Regions from separate parts of the Anas platyrhynchos genome. Here region 2 is linked to region 1. The links are chromatin contacts, called in public Hi-C maps. All regions are on one chromosome and are shown on one strand. Each heading gives the region's core, a stretch centred on a gene start, on an enhancer-like site or on the middle of the called end of the contact. The rest is flanking DNA. Distances are from core to core; before and after follow the strand shown. Region 1 has its middle 4.9 kb from the start of HERC1. Region 2 overlaps DAPK2 (death associated protein kinase 2).

Region 1 (4,453 bases), core at 1,412-3,911:
ATTAGGTAGCAACTGTTAAAATAATCTTGACAGAAAGTGTGTTGCACTGCTTTAAAGGTTGTATTATATTTCTACTCATCATTTTCTTATTTCAAATTCAGGACTTGACATTCCACTTCATGTCACTAGCACATTTTGACTTTTTAACGGCATAGTTTTTGCCCTACCAAACCAGGTGCTTCTCAAGGTTAGCTGAATGCTAAACCAGTACTCAAATACATAAATGGAGAGCTAAGAAATACCTTCAATACACACAATACGCCTGTGAAGTTTTCACATTTCAGACCTTCTAGGCTGGTTCAAACTCAGAATACCATGTGACAACGATCCATGATAACCCTCTGCTAAAAACATCTGTGAAACCTTGTCTATATATTCTGCCCTGTTATGTAAAAATACAGTAAAAATACTCCCCTCTTTCTGTACATGATGAACCCATTAAACAAGTTTAGTATGTCTTAAAATGTCTAATGTTGAAGGATATAAAAAGGGGAACAAGCTCGACATTTCCCTGACATTGTCTATGGATGTCACTAGAAATCAGTCACCTCACCTGAGAGTCAAGCTATGATTAAATGGAAAGAAAATGTAGCAATTCCATCCTTTGGAAATCTAAGCGGTTCCCAAAACTCTTTTGGGCGCCCTGAGGACACATCAGAGGAAAGACAGCCTACCAGACATCTGCAGCTAGCTACATATTAACAAGGAAAAAATAACAAAAAAGCTGGTAAGGTTCCTTCATGGGAGAACTGAGACAGAGACCAAGAAAACTTGAATCACAGCCCCTCAGTGAGCAACATTATTTGTCCTGTCCCCCCACCTTGCCCAGGAAGATTAAGCAGAAATCTTCAAATCCTATGGATTTCTAGAGTTAAGCAGATAATTCCCCTGATTAAAGGATATTCATGCTCAATTTCATTTCCAAGACAGTCTCAATCCTGGCTTCAAAGTATAGAAGGAGACCCTAAGAAAGCCCCTAAGATCATGGAAGTTTCAAGGAACAGGAGACCGTACATAGTACCTCTGTTAGCTCTGTGCTAGCACCTCTGTTAAAAGGGAAGCAACCCCTCCCAATGACTGTATGTCTCTCTAGTCCCAGTCCCCTGGCTTTCCTTCTTCCAAGCTTTGCTTGGACTAAGGCAAATTTCTAGTGTTCAGCTCCACAAGACCCGTTTTTCCATCAATGATTCCCTATTATTACATTATTTACCAGTTTTAAATGCATCACTTGGTACTCCCATCAAATGCACTTTTAATATTGGGCAATAATGAGAAAGGTATGATAATGAAAAAAACATCTGCACTTCTGTCTGCACTATCCAGCCTTTCTTTTTCTAAAACTGTTACTAATGATCCCTTATTTTTAGCAACCACATTTAACTCTTTATTCTCCTCAAGTCCAGACATTATACTAAGATTATGACCAATTTCCCTGACACTATTTTTGCATTATCTTTTTTTGGAATGCAGTGGCAAGGACAAGACTTAACACTCAGCATTACACTATGGTATCTATCTAGGGTTTGTTCTTAACCACTTCTCCACAATAATGGATAACTAGGGATCATTATATAAAATTGGATTTACATATGAAATATGTCACTTAACTGTGTTTTGCTTTAACTGCTTTTTTTTTTTTTTCCAGCAGACATTGCTAACATTGGCATGTCTTTCTGTTGCCATGGCAATGAAAGGAGTCTATATGTTTCTGGATGTGAGTCAAATCATTTTATACAGAAACAGGCCAGCAATTAGAAGAATAAATACTGGTTTGTTCACTGGTGGCAATGAAACAATGGTTTAAGGGGGGAAAAAAAAGGAAAGAGTCCAAACCAACAGTGTAAGACACTGAACATATGCTCCTTGATTGGACAGAGGACATCAAACTGCTACTTGTGACCTCATCGTGCAATTAAGTCCGTGTGGGTAGAACTTTGTCAGTTTGAAGCATTATTGAAATCAGTGATTTGCCTGTGCAGTTATGTAATGAGAGCAGGACCCAGATTTGTCCAAATAAATGTTGCTCTTATTGTTCAGAAATACACAGGAAGAGTCTTCTATTATATACTCATCTCAGTAAGGAAAGGTCATGAAACAATCATTTCTCTGTGAGGGCTCATTCACAGACAAGACAGACGTTTCTTGGCCATTGAATTCACAATTCACACAAGGCAAAAGAAAAAAAAATACAGTTGAGTTTACCAATCAAGGGCAAGAAGGCAAGGGGAGGAAGATGTCAGTCACTGAGCAGGTGTGGAAGAAGCAGTTACAAAGAACATGAAATATGGAAAGAATAAGGAACATGACTAAAGCCAGCCTACACCAATCTATTAAGTGTCCAGAAAAACTGACTAAACTAAAAATACCAGTCACCTATGTCTTCTGTATGTTACTCACCGTAATGCTTGCTCTTTTCCTGTGGATCCAAGGTATATGAAGGAGGCTGTTATTAGAACGCTTCGCCTGTGCAGGCATGCCAAATGTGGAGGCATTGATATATATGCATCTGCGTCACTCAGTAATTTCATCTGACTCATATTTTGGAGTGGCAGTTCTTCTGCATGGCACTTCCTGTTCATTCCAAGCTGAGCCATACGAACTGCTATTTGTTAGAAAGTAATCTACAGCCACATCCTCGTGGCCAGCTGGCGCTTACCCCAACACAAATCCATCATTGCCACACAGTCAGCACTTTTCAGAGCTCAGGGTTGCAGGCGGCTGTGTCACTTCCCTTATTATTCTGTGGATCCTAACACACTGTGAAATACAGAGTAGGAGCCAGTCTGGAGTAACCTCAGGTTTCAGATCCAATTCCATCTATCACCATCTCTTCCCTTCTTTATCTAGTTGGCACATTCTTCAAACTGTTACAAGCCAGTCTTTGGGAAACACTGTTCTGCACCACAAAAATGTCTCCACCAGGCCAAAATAAGAAACTTGTCAGAACAAATGGGAAAAACACATGGGAAAAAGGAGGAGTTTGCACTTGTTATATATGGAGTAGTAATTTGTGTCAAGAAAATGGTTGATATTAATAAAGAAGGGGGAGATTTGGGAATGTGGCCATGGGGGTTGGAAAACCCCGTGGTTGAGATAACATTAGACTCTTAACGATGAGGCCATCAGGAATATAAAAGAGTTTAGAGGGAACAAAGGTGATTCAGGAGACTCCATGCAGTCTCCGGTTTCTTGTTCTCCAGCCGTTAAGGCATGGATGTTTCTGGGTGTTTGCTGTTGTTGTTACATTCGAAGTTGTTTGACCAATGAAAAGTTGTTTTGACCAATGAAAAGTTGTTTTGAAAAGAACTGCTGTGGAGAAAAGGGTATAAGAGGGAAGCCTGCCCTCAAGATAAAAAAAAGGCAACACGATGAAGTTATGTCATCAATAAAGAAGCAAGAAAAAGAAGTGAAGAGGAACAGGCTGGCAGAACGGAGACCAGGATGGGAACAGGCACTTTGATTGCCTCATGAAGATAGGTTCGGCCAAACTCAGCAAAGTGCTCAGAGAAGCTCGTACAGAAAGTCGCTGGGAATAGGTGCACTGGAGCTGGAGAGAAGCTCGAGCTGAGAGAAGCGGAGCCGCGCACACAACTGCCCCTCACTGGTCAGCAGTTGTGCATTATGGGGAATCATACGTCCTTAGGAACAAAGACTGTCCTGGTAACCTTAGAGCTTATTCTCTTTATTAACAATTGGACAGATTATGAGCCTGAAATACGGGACCAAACTGCAGTCAAGGTGTGGGACTCTGCAACTAAAAATGGCAAAGTTGCAGTGGGATTGCTCAGCACCTGGCGAGCAGTCTCTGAGGCCTTAAAGAGCCCTGTGGGACCACAGTCAGAAACGTGTGGTTTGCCAGACAGTGAGGGAGCTGCGGGCTCCTTTACTGATCTGACTGCTACGCCATGGGCCCCTCTGCTGCTACAGCCACCAAAGGCCTTTGCTGTTACGCCCCCGGTTGACCTGGACGTGCCTTTTGACCCAGGCCTATTGGCCTTCACAAGGAGATGGCTATGCTTTTCTTCGATCTGGGAAGGACGGGATACATAAGGCCTGAAGACCGAGTTGCTTGACAACTTAAAGCAAGACATATTGTTCAAAAGGAATGGAAAATAGAGACTTGTTAGTAATCAAGAAAAGGAATGGAAAATGGAGACTGTTAAGTCATAGAACTTAAAGGATTGTTTGTTACCTTTTCTGATTTTACATATGTATAGGCATACTCGGGTTTAGTATGTAAAGCAGTGTTCTGTATATTTAGAATGTTTCATATTTGTGTGTGCGTGTTGGTGGAGCATAGACTCCCCACACACCCAGCGCTGTTTACTTGCCTTTTATACCTTTTAGAAATATTTGTTTTATAAATATTACAAAATTCAGATTGAGTTGAGACCTCATTTATAACACACTGGAAGATAATAAATGAGGATGTAAAGGGTGAAATAAAAGGATT
Region 2 (4,453 bases), core at 929-3,428, 55 kb after region 1:
CCTTTGAAATTCTGCATTTCACTTCTTTTCCATACTTTTCCCCCCCCCTTGCGAAAACTAGGTTCTAATACATATTTTTTTAATTTCATAGTTGTAATTTCCAAAGCAAAGCTCTTAAGAATTCTTGCTGAACGTGCTTCTTAAAAACCTCAAGCCCCTAAAGCAGTTTTCCTCCCCAAAAGACTCTCCTTACACTTCAGAGACAAATTCTACTAGTTTCATTGCACTGGCATGCTCTTAAGCTCTTCCCACCAAAGACGACAGCAATCTGTTGTTAGCTCCTTCTACAAGTCATTTGTGGGCTTTCAGAATTCACTCAAAAAACAACTGAACCAAAAACCATGCAAGGTTCACAAACTATATGAATAAAAATACCTCACTGGAAGCTTTCTGTAAAAAGTCCGTGATCACAGCCACGAAGAACTGGGAGCCTTCTGTAAATGGACTATAGCAATAATCTTTAGTGTGTTTTATTTTTTACAGGCATTTTTATTTTTTGTGAACTAAACCAGTATTTGGAGTGGCAGAATTTTAAATAAGTAGTGAATGAATAGTGTGTCTAGCAGAACAATATTTATTGAGGAGCTAAACTGTGATAGCTGAAACACCAAGAACAGAAATCCTGGCACAGCAAGGTCACAAAGGGAAAGTATCCTCTTGTTCCCATAAGACTTTATGAAACAGAACTCTCAAAAAACCCCCAAACATTTACCTGCTTAATTCTCTGCTGAGACCTGTCACAAACATCACTGTACTTTCTGTGCTTAAGGTGCAAACAAAGTGTTTTCTTTTGTTTAAAAAAAAAAAAAAGCAAATAAAGTGGCTACCTCTCCTACCTCTCCTAGAGTAACTACACACTACCTAGACTGCAGCAGATGCCAGATTACAACAGAATGCTTTAAACATTTTCTTAACAGAGTATTTCATATGAATTTTGACACCTAAAAAGTACATAAATCCTTCAAGCATGTGAAAGATACACAAGTAAAACCTATTCACAATACTCTACAGTCACATTGTCAACCTCTCATGCAAGATTATCACAGACACGTCATGAGTTCTTAACCCAGCCCTGCAACGGAGTTCAGAAAAAAATCTTTATGTTATGAGACATGACTAACCTGATGTCACTTCAGGTTCACTTAATGGCTGGGCAGTGTCAGGGTGACTTAAAACCAATTCATAGAGAAAGGGAAGTATCACAATACCACTACTATAACAATGTCACTTTAAACCTAACAAGAGGTATTATTTTATACATAAAGAAGAAAAAAAATCAGCTGCCACTGTAAACACAGTGATATTTTCACCACCACTCATGTTTTTACTAACCAATTGTATAATGCACCAGAACAGTGACTTTACAAGGTAAGTTTCAATACTCACAACAGGAAAGTGCTGAGCACTTCTGAACATATGCTGTGTCTGATAACGTCTGCAGCACCTTTCACCCACATCTCTTTACAGCTCAAAGGTAACCAACATATCCTGGGCTAAAGACAATGCGTCCACTGTCAGAAAAGAATCAGAACAGTGGAAGAACATGGACTAAGCCAGAAGGGTCCAGTTTACTGGAGTAAGTAGGGAGCAAATAAACCATTTGAAATTCAAATCACCATTTAATAAACCTTATATTCCTGAACAGTGACTTATTATTGGCTTAATAGCCTATTAAGTAATGTTACCAATTAACATATATAACATCAACAATCAATTAAGTAACATGTTACCTGAAATAAAGACAATTAATGCCTTAGACATCATTTTGGGTCATTAGCTCTGACTCACAACAAACTGTGCCACCTATTCAATCATCACTAGCATCTTCCAAAGCTGTGTTAAATGTGTTGTTTTTTTTTTGTTTGTTTGTTTTTTGTTTTTTGGAAGCTTCCCAATGACACAGTGACAAGCAATATAGTCTATCAGCTCTTCAGGATGGAAAAGCAGAGTCTGCAGTGATATAGCACTAGCGCAGCAATTCTGGCAAGTTACTGATAGCCTGGCAAGCATTATTTAATCTAAAGCTCAAGAATTAAATGTGCATGATAGAAATTCTTCCCACTTATCACATTTTAGTTTTAGATTGAATATCAACTCTTGGAGTAGGAATGAACAGAGTCCAGAGACCTAGGGAAGGTCAAAGCTGACTCATGCTCAGCAGGAATAGCTGATTTGATAAGCTGTTCCTTCTGCTATGTGGAGTAACACCAGTGCATACGTAACATGCATGCAGAAGGTTAGCACACTGTACCCTGTGTCTAAAGGTCCAAATCTAGCTGAATGCAAACAGATCATAGTATACCTGAGAGCAATAAGTTATAAGGGGGAACCAGTACTATGGTTTAATGGTTAAATACTTTTTCCCCTTCCCCATGAATGAAAGGGATGGAAATCATGCTGGCATTTTAAACAAGTTTTTAGAAAATTATCTGTAAGGCCAAAACCACAAAGGGTTCCTGAAAGTCCCACTTCACTGCTCTTTGTGGATTATTCTGGTCCACCAAAATAAGAGGAAGAACTTCCCTCCTCATCTTTTTTAGTTTCTGCTACACAAAACAATCTCCTCCGGCAGCAGGACAGCACAGAAGCTATGCTATTTGTTCTCTCCACTCTTCCTACATAGGAAACAGACACACCAATACAAATTCTCTGTGAGGATTATGGATCCACAGAACTCAAATACTGAGACTAATTACTCCAATTACAAAACAAAACAATTTTTCTCCGTGCTTCATGATACAAAACAAAGACTTTGGAAATAGTTGAAAGAACATTAAAAACTAGCAGGGAAAACCATTTAAAAAGGAGAAATCTAAAATCACTCACTCTACTGGAAGGAATAGAAATCCAAAAAGAATGACTGTATTAGAGAGCTGATGACAATCTTAGTTATGGTGATCAAGTATCCCATGCCATAGTGTATATTGAATCTTACATTGAAACAAATGAATGACATAGAAGATTTTTGTAACAAGAAATATTAATAGGTACTGGTTAGTGCTCAGTAATTAAAGTCACATTTTGCATTGAAAGCAAAGACTTGTTCTGCATGTATTATAGGAAATAAATAATCCAAGGTTACTCTTCCAGATTCAGAGAACTAGTTCAAATTACAAGTGAATCTAAGAAGAGAGTTAAGTTCCATGCCTGAGAAAGACCAATACTGTATAACTTCTACATACAGGGAAAAAAAAATATTCTTGTATGAAGATACAGTGTGATGTGTGTGAGGAGTAAACTTCCTAGCTCTAATTACACCCTTCTGTTTACCAGGGAAAGTCCATCTAGCTAGATGACATGACTTTTTATCATGGATTTCCAAGTTCTTCTCCTACAAAGAATACCGCAGTTATCTGTGCTTTTGGTTTCCATTAGGTAAATAAGCATTTATTAGTTACGCTGTCAGAACAGTGATTATGTGCCAGGCCCCTAAACCCCATTAGCACTGGTAAAACGTTGCATCTGGTGTTCTTTAAGTTTTACCCAGAAAAAAAAACAAAACAAGTCTACTGTCTCAGCAAGCCAACCTGATCACACACATGGCAGGGAGGAGGCAAGAACTTGTAGCTGGAGATGGGGAACTTCAGGAGATATGAATAGCCATTAATTAAAGATTTAGCTTGGCTTTAACCACACCCCAGGTCAGCAGGGGCTAAGAAGCCAGAAGCTGGTTCATGCCCACAGTAATCAACAGAAATCACAGTCATTACCTTTCACATTAAGGCAGTGACTGAATCATCTGGAATTTCTTCTGGGCCAGCCCACAACGTAGAAGGAAGCAACTTCACCCAAAGCAAACACCTAATGCGTGCACCTGTTTTGTTGCTCTCTACCAGAGCAGCTACGTACAAGATGACTGCTGAGCTGCAATTATACAAAGAAATGAAGTACCCTACCCAAAGAGGAAAAAAACATCCAGCAATCCCTTTGAAGTCCAGAAAGTCAAAGTTCCACGTATTTAAAAAGTACAACAGAACATGGAGCATTGTCCTGTTGATGCAGAAAACAAATATAATTGCTCAGAAATGGCCTGAATGTTACCACCATGAAAAAAATGGAAGCATCCTATCGCATACATCTTGTTAGATCAATTACATACAAATTTTTGTTTATCCATGAACAAAACAACATCCCAGACATCTCTCAGGTTTCTCTGTTAAGCATGATGCTTGTGTGCTGCAAAGAGCTGAGCTGTGGTGAGCAGGGCACTGTCTCAGGACACGGCAGTGCCATTCTCACACTGCCCTGCAGGAACACAGTTCTCATTGGCACTGCCACACCAGGTTCCCAGCCAGGCTCCACCACACTTCCTACCCTCAGCCCAGACTTGACATGCAACAGTGACACTGCCCAGAAGGCACACGTGTCAACAGCCCTCTGCAGACGAGCTGACAACACATTTAGACTGATGACTCTATGGCACAACCTTTTATGAATTGCCCTGCATCTCCCT

What was found. Hi-C and Micro-C count contacts between places; a contact is called where the count stands out from the background.
Region 2: a Hi-C map of skeletal muscle shows a contact between it and region 1, with 2.5 times the contacts expected there. The contact joins two enhancer-like sites. A contact is called at or near these places in 2 of 8 Hi-C or Micro-C datasets (both in skeletal muscle).

The regions. Positions count from the first base shown.
Region 1 is chr11:11,047,225-11,051,677 of IASCAAS_PekinDuck_T2T, forward strand. No RefSeq gene overlaps it. Among named protein-coding and RNA genes, the nearest start is that of HERC1, 4.9 kb to the left of the region's middle. Within about 2 kb of position 2,662, at least 3 of the 8 cell types and tissues checked have an H3K27ac peak or open chromatin away from gene starts, as enhancers often do.
Region 2 is chr11:11,102,568-11,107,020 of IASCAAS_PekinDuck_T2T, forward strand. All of the region lies in intron 4 of DAPK2 (death associated protein kinase 2), which reads right to left. Among named protein-coding and RNA genes, the nearest start is that of DAPK2, 18 kb to the right of the region's middle. Within about 2 kb of position 2,179, at least 4 of the 8 cell types and tissues checked have an H3K27ac peak or open chromatin away from gene starts, as enhancers often do.